Regions from separate parts of the Xenopus laevis genome. Here region 1 is linked to region 2. Evidence: chromatin contacts called from public Hi-C data. All regions are on one chromosome and are shown on one strand. The core of a region is the stretch at or near the end of the contact, and the rest is flanking DNA. Distances in the headings are between cores, read along the strand shown.

Region 1 (3,781 bases), core at 648-3,147, 110 kb after region 2:
CAGCCCCCACCAGCCCACTAAATACTGACTTTCTATGGGACCTTATAGCAGCCCCTCTGGCATTTGCCAGTCCAGGCCTGGTGGCCTGTGTTTGATCCAGGTGGAAAGTACCTAGACAAGATTTCTACTGCATGTGTGTGAGTTGTTCCAACCTACATACATCCATTTAGTTCAGGGCTGCCATTAGAAATCACGGGGCCCCGTACAACAACATTTTGGGGCCCGCCCACCCTGGCGCCCAAGCCCCGCCCCAGACCCCGCCCACTCCACATCCCAGTTAAAAGACCACACAGACATCAGCAGTGGTGTAACTACCGGGGAAGCAGGGGGTACGATTGAGCCAGGGCCCGCACCCCCTCAGGGCCCCCCCGGCAGCTCGCACCACTCTGTTCTAATGCGGCCGTTTCCGGGCGTACGGAGGGGACGGGCCCAGCTGCACGTCCCGTGCCAGGGCCCGCCACCCTCTAGCTGCGTCTCTGAACATCAGTGCTAAAAAGGTAACCCCCCCACACACAAGTTATAGAAAGCTATTGATGGTCAAGGCCCCCTTATAAGTTTAAAAAAAAAACATTGGTGCCAGGGCCCCCCATAAAAGTTTTTTTTTTAAAAAGCATTGGTGCCAGGGCCCCCTTACAAGTAAAAAATATTGGGGCCCCAAAAAACATTTTTTAAAAAAACATTGGTGGCAGGGGCCTATAGTAATTATTGTTTTTATCATATTCTGCTCATTGGCACTCACTTCCAGAGTTACAGACCCACAGGGCAGAATTTGATCTGTTAACTAAGATGTGGCCACATTGTGGGATGCCACAAACATGTTTCATTATAAGAGCCTTGGTACTATTTCAGGGCATATAATTATTTGTAAAGTACATGTAGAACATTTTTATTTTATTGTTTTTAACAATATTTTTGTGAGAAATATCAGTGTTATAATATTAATACGAATTATTGAAGCACGGTTGTTTTTTTTCATTGTGACTATTGAAACGCTGTATAACAAAATTTTTACTTACCATGTCACTCTGTACTTTATAGCTCAGCAGGTCTATGAAGCTCAGTTATCAAATGCCATAAAATGCTTTACAATATTTACTTTTAAATATGACCATGACACTTTTTGTGACATAAACAGTATTTGCTGACTATATTTAAAATTTCTATTAGGTAAGTGGAAAGATTCAGGTCAGGGGTTACCTTTAAACACGTTGAGATGAACCATTCTGTGTTTTAGTAAACTTTCCAAATAAGCTTCCCCTTTACTTTAGTTAGTCCAGATGCCAAGTATCTAGGATCTAACAGTAGAAGTTGTGGTTAATAATAGGTCCAATACGCAGAACTTTGCTGCAAAACTCAAGTGCTTTATTGTGTCACGACATGTTTCGAGCTGAGCTCTTTCTCAAGTGTTAAAAACAGTCTGTCTCCATTACATTCTTAAAGGGTAAACTCCACCCCTATTTAGTGGTAATTAAGTAACATCTCCCACCCCACACCTTTGTAGTCCAAGACTGAGCAATGCTGGTGTCATTACATTCTTAAAGGGTAAACTCCACCCCTATTTAGTGGTAATTAAGTAACATCTCCCACCCCACACCTTTGTAGTCCAAGACTGAGCAATGCTGGTGTCATTTAAGGTCATCAGTACTTAAATGGCTATTGGACTTTTATACTTACTTATATTAATCTTTGTACTTATCACAATGAACTGTTTGGACTTTTTATCTCTTGGATCCCCAAGGGCTAGGCCCTTAAAATGTACCCCCAGGACATTGGCAATTGGGATTCCCAGTGTTTTATATCACTAGTCTTGGACTACAAAGGCGTGGGAGGGGGAGATGTTACTTAATTACCACTAAATAGGGGTGGAGTTTACTCTTTAAGAATGTAATGGAGACACACTGTTGTTATCACTTGAGAAAGAGCTCAGCTCGAAACATGTCGTGACACAATAAAGCACTTGAGTTTTGCGTATTGGACCTATTATTAACGACAACTTCTACTGTCAGATATTATTGCTTCACTGGATGGAAGCAGTGGTTATACTGTATGTTGATCAAACTGAATCTATCATTACTAGGATGTACTTACTTACAGCAGGCCACTTGTGCAAGATGGAGGACCCACAACCTTCACGCAGCTCATTAACTCTTTATCAGACTCGTTCTGTGGGTATCCTGAGGGAGGCGGAGCCAGAGTTTTCTCTTTCAATTGGTAGGAAGACAATAACTACAAAGTATTCATGGTTGTAAACCCTACTAAAAAAGAAACATATTACCTATATGACAAGACTACCAGTAAGTGTAAACTAAGAATGACTATGTAACAGTTATACTTACTATAGATTTTGTCACAGCGACATTCAAAGGCATGCAATGCACAAATGCAATGCAGAAAGGGTCCTTCATGAAAGAATAGCTTAGATACTTGAAAAATGTCAGTGACTTATACCTAACTGATTTAATAGAAGGATACAGTAAAGCTGGCAACATGTGGGGGGCAATTTTATTGGAGTGTTTCTCCAATAAGATCGTGGGCCACTAGTTCAGATACTACATAATTTCACTGCACATTCAGTACTATTGTTTAAGGACACTGATCTAAATTACTAAATAATCCCTGGCAACTGTACAGGATTTGCTTTTTGTTCAGTCAACTGTGGTGTGATCAATGACCTGTATAAACAGTACCCAGCTTGCAACTTTGGATTTATAATGGCTAGGGAATTCTTGTTGTTGGATTTCATATATAGAACAGTAGAGGTGTATCCTGCATAGGATCAAACTCAGATTCATAATTATGCTTTGGAAATTAGTTTTGTCTATTATTTTGACCAATATATTAAATATTTTTCATGGATCAGGAACTGTTTAATGATGTTGCCTAATAGGTGGAAGAAAGAGGGTGATTTATAATCTCTTTATAATAAAAAGTGAGTAAGGTGCTTATTGTACAGAGGGAATGAAATCTCAAGACTGATTAATTTTTAAATGATCGCCTGTTATATACTGATTTAAATGGACATGGCTGAACGCAGGTTTGTAAAATGTTTTGTAATTAAATTCAGTGGGATGATAGGCCCTATGCTATAGAATATTTACCTCTACTACAATATAGATGCAATGAAATGTATTTTGATTGTGCTATTCTTCTGTTATCTTGGCTATCGTGTGATTTATTTCACAGCACCATTTTGCAATGCCCTGATTCAAAGTATGGTGTCTAACCCTGCAACAAAAATAGCTTGGATTGCAATGAAGCCATTCTAATGGGCAAGGTCCTTTACACCCCTGATTTGCCTGCAGTAAGAGGTCAAAAAGGTCAGGGATCAATGTTCCTTGAAATGAAAGCTCCTTTTTACTGCTTTTGTGGTTATGGTTCACGGAGTTCCCAGCAGGTGCTATCAGACACTTGTAATTAATCCTGTTAGGAAATGTTAAAGGGGACCTGTCACCCAGATGTAAAAAGTTGTAAAATGGTCTGTTTCAAAGTAAACATGAAACTCAAAATCTTTTTTTTTTCCTGTTTAAACATCCATGCCTGTTATAACGGCAGCTTTTATATGTATCATATATTGGCTTCCCCGCCTCTATGCCTCAGACACAGCCATCACTTTTATTTCTGTCCTTCCCAGATGACACCTTCCCCCTCCAGGTCCTCCTTTCACATAATTTTGAATTGTTGCAAACCCTAAACAGCTTCTGCAGAATGGCTGCTGCCTTTCTGTGGATTTCAAAAGAAGAAAGGATACAATATTTCAATAATTTATAGACTGTAAATAAAG
Region 2 (3,581 bases), core at 456-2,955:
CTGTTTGGGTTAAACTCGGACAGGTGGCAACCCTATTAATACATAGTTATCATATTACCCCTTAAAGGGGTTATTCACCTTTGAGTTAACTTTTAGTATGATGTAGAGAGTGATATTCTGAGACAATTTGCAATTGGTTTTCATTTTTTATTATTTGTGGTTTTTGAGTTATTTAGCTTTTTATTCAGCAGCTCTTCAATTTGCATTTTAAGCAATCTGGTTGCTAGGGTGCAAATACCCCTAGCAACCATGCACTGGTTTGAAGAAGAGACTGGAATATGAATAGGAGAGGACCTTACTAGAAAGATGAGAAATACAAATTAGCAAAAATAATACATTTGTAGCCTTACAGAGCATTTGCTTCTTAGAGGGGTCAGCGACGACCATTTCAAAGTCAAAAGAGTCAGAAGAAAAAGGCAAATACCTTTAAAACTAGAAAAAACAAAATAATGAAAACCAATTGAAAAGTTGCTTAGAATTGGCCGTTCTATAACATACTAAAAGTTAAAGGTGAACCACCCCTTTAGGGTAAGGACACACTGGACGATTTGTCGCCAACGTTTTTAAAAAGCAAATCGCGGCGACATATCGCTCGTTTTGTCTCTGAACAAAACCAAATGAAAGACGCCAGCTCCTGTGCCCACAGCGCGTTTGTGAATCGCCTGTAGCTCCAAAACGCACTGAGACCCTTTTCCGAGCGATTTATCAGAAATAGCATGTACTTAGAAAAGCACTGAAATCTCCTAGACACGCACACACATACAGATAAGTAGCAGCAATTGTATTCAAATTACAATGCGAACGCAATGACGCAAGAACGCAAGCACGTAAAGACGCCAGGTTATAGCGGGAAGCACAAACCGTTTCCGGTTTGGGTGGAGCACGTACCGCACAGAGTAATGGGATACAAATCGCTCTGTGCCAATAGTCGCTGTGAATCGTCTGTTCAAAAAAGACGATCGTCTTGTCGCCGCGATTTACTTTTTTAAAACGTTGGCGACAAATCGTCCAGTGTGTCCTTACCCTTAAGCGCCTCTTCTCCAGCGTGAACAACCCCAACATATACGGAAAGTACTTTTCATTCAGTGCTGGGCCCCCGGCAGTTGTAAAGTCCTCTTACTCTAAATTGACACACCTGCTTGGGATTGGGAAGTACCGGAAGTATATTTTCCAAACAAAGGGTTAGGCTACTGTAATAATGCCAAGAGCTGCTTGCTTTGCTAGCCAATCACTGAAGAGATACCTTTTTGTATCGAATCGCTCAGGTTTACAATTCTATAAGCACGAGTCATTTCCAAATGAAACACTGCTAGATAACCCGATTACCACGCACAGCAGTCACTGCACAACACTTGCACGCCGCAAACATCATGAGACCGTTCCACCTGTTTCTTGTCTCCGCCTCTAATAATTCTGCGTGGGGCAGAGACTGGAATGACTCGCCAGCAGCAACATCTCGCTAGTGTGAATTGGAGTTGTGGAATGTGGGCGGGGCCAGAGCAGCGGAGGTAGAGAAGAGGTAAATGTTCTTTGCATACCAAAGCATCCTGCGCGCCAACTGGGGACTCCTAGGTTTTTAGGCTCGAGTGTGAGAGGAACTGTAGCACTGAGGGGGCGGGCTTAGGCAAACTAGCAGGCGTGGCCTCTAATGGAGTTTGCTTCGGCGTAGAGTGCGGATGAGTTACTGTATTAGTTGGTCAGAGGAGGCGCTGCGCGTGTGTGGCTGGGTACTGATGAGGACTGAGTAGCTTCTGCTAAACCGTTACCGGGACTCTGTGTCACTTCAGAAGGATTGGAATTCGCCGGTGTCCCGTTCAGGGATGCTTTGGTTTCACTGCTCAGGTAATTTGCTACTTACTGGGCTCATATTTGGAGACGTGGTTGCTGTGGGATTTGCTCTGATTACTCTTTACTCGAGGAACTTTACTGACGCCACGGGGTCTTAACTGAGACTCGGCGGTTTCAGAATAAGGAACACACAAACCAGGCTTAAGCGGCGTGATTTCAACTAGGCACTAGTCTTGCATACTCCAAGCTGGAGTCGGACTGAGGAGCGAGTCCGGGTCTGCGGCTACACTGGGACGTGCCACGAGAGTCAAAGTCTGAGGGGTGCTTGGACTCCACTGGGAAGTTTGGTGGGAGGCTGAAATGTGAGGTCTTGGTGGGGGCGTATAGTGATCACGTGTAGTGGTCATGGGAGCACTGTCTGAGTGACCTGTTGAGTAGTGCTGGGAATGTGAAGAGAACTAGTAATCTGTTGAGTAGTGCTGAGATTGTGAAGATAACTAGTAATCTTCTGAGTAGTGCTGGGAATGTGAAGAGAACTAGTAATCTGTTGAGTAGTGCTGGGAATGTGAATATAACTAGTAATCTGCTGAGTAGTGCTGGGAATGTGAAGAGAACTAGTAATCTGCTGAGTAGTGCTGAGATTGTGAAGATAACTAGTAATCTTCTGAGTAGTGCTGAGAATGAGAAGAGAACTAGTAATCTGTTGAGTAGTGCTGAGATTGTGAAGCAAACTAGTAATCTGTTGAGTAGTGCTGGGAATGTGAAGAGAACTAGTAATCTGCTGAGTAGTGCTGAGATTGTGAAGATAACTAGTAATTTTCTGAGTAGTGCTGGGAATGTGAAGAGAACTAGTAATCTGTTGAGTAGTGCTGGGAATGTGAAGAGAACTAGTAATCTGTTGAGTAGTGCTGGGAATGTGAAGAGAACTAGTAATCTGTTGAGTAGTGCTGGGAATGTGAAGAGAACTAGTAATCTGTTGAGTAGTGCTGGGAATGTGAAGAGAACTAGTAATCTGTTGAGTAGTGCTGGGAATGTGAAGAGAACTAGTAATCTGCTGAGTAGTGCTGGGAATGTGAAGAGAACTAGTAATCTCTTGAGTAGTGCTGGGAATATGAATAGAACTAGTAATCTGCTGAGTAGTGCTGAGAATGAACGCATAGAACTAGTTCACTGGTGAGTAATGCTGGGAATGTGGAGCTAACTAGTAAATTAGTGAGTAATGCTGGGAATGTGGAGTGAATTAGTAAACTGGTGAGTAGTGCTGTGAATGAACACACAGAACTAGTAACTTGTCAGTAATGTTGGAAATGAACATGGGAAACTAGTACAGGGCACAAATTAGGGTAGTTCAGCAAGAGCTTGGACAGTAGCTCAGCATGACAGGGGCTCCATGAGGGAAATCAGTAGCTGCAATTACAAAGGAAAGTCACGTGTGTCCAAATATTTTGCTAGGGGGCATTATAGCTAAATGGTTTCTCACATATTTGCACTCTGACTGCTTACACAGGCCTTCAACTGAACATGTCTCTGAAAGTTCTTTGATAATCAGTTAGGGTCATTGACACTATGTGCTGCCTGTATAGTCCATTAACTCCACGGTCCATTGTGTCTATCAACACCACTTGGGAACTTGCATAATAGTGTTGTGTGTACAGTAAATGCAATATAAGACTTGAGTGGACATAATTAGGTAGTAGTAGGTGGGAAAATCCTGTACACTCACGATATAAACTGCATGCTAGTTGCAAATTTTTGGCAATATAACTGATTTGTGTAAATATACTTCAACCCGT

Evidence for each region. Hi-C and Micro-C count contacts between places; a contact is called where the count stands out from the background.
Region 1: a Hi-C map of the XL177 cell line shows a contact between it and region 2, with 1.9 times the contacts expected there. The contact joins the enhancer-like site here to the promoter of arhgap29.S in region 2. A contact is called at or near these places in 3 of 4 Hi-C or Micro-C datasets (the XL177 cell line, the XTC cell line and animal cap).

Annotation. Positions count from the first base shown.
Region 1 is chr4S:83,480,609-83,484,389 of Xenopus_laevis_v10.1, forward strand. No RefSeq gene overlaps it. Among protein-coding and RNA genes, the nearest start is that of trnar-ucu, 41 kb to the right of the region's middle. Within about 2 kb of position 1,898, at least 1 of the 7 cell types and tissues checked has an H3K27ac peak or open chromatin away from gene starts, as enhancers often do.
Region 2 is chr4S:83,368,651-83,372,231 of Xenopus_laevis_v10.1, forward strand. arhgap29.S (Rho GTPase activating protein 29 S homeolog) reads left to right here and starts at 1,706. Exons shown (of 24, transcript NM_001105265.1): 1 at 1,706-1,842.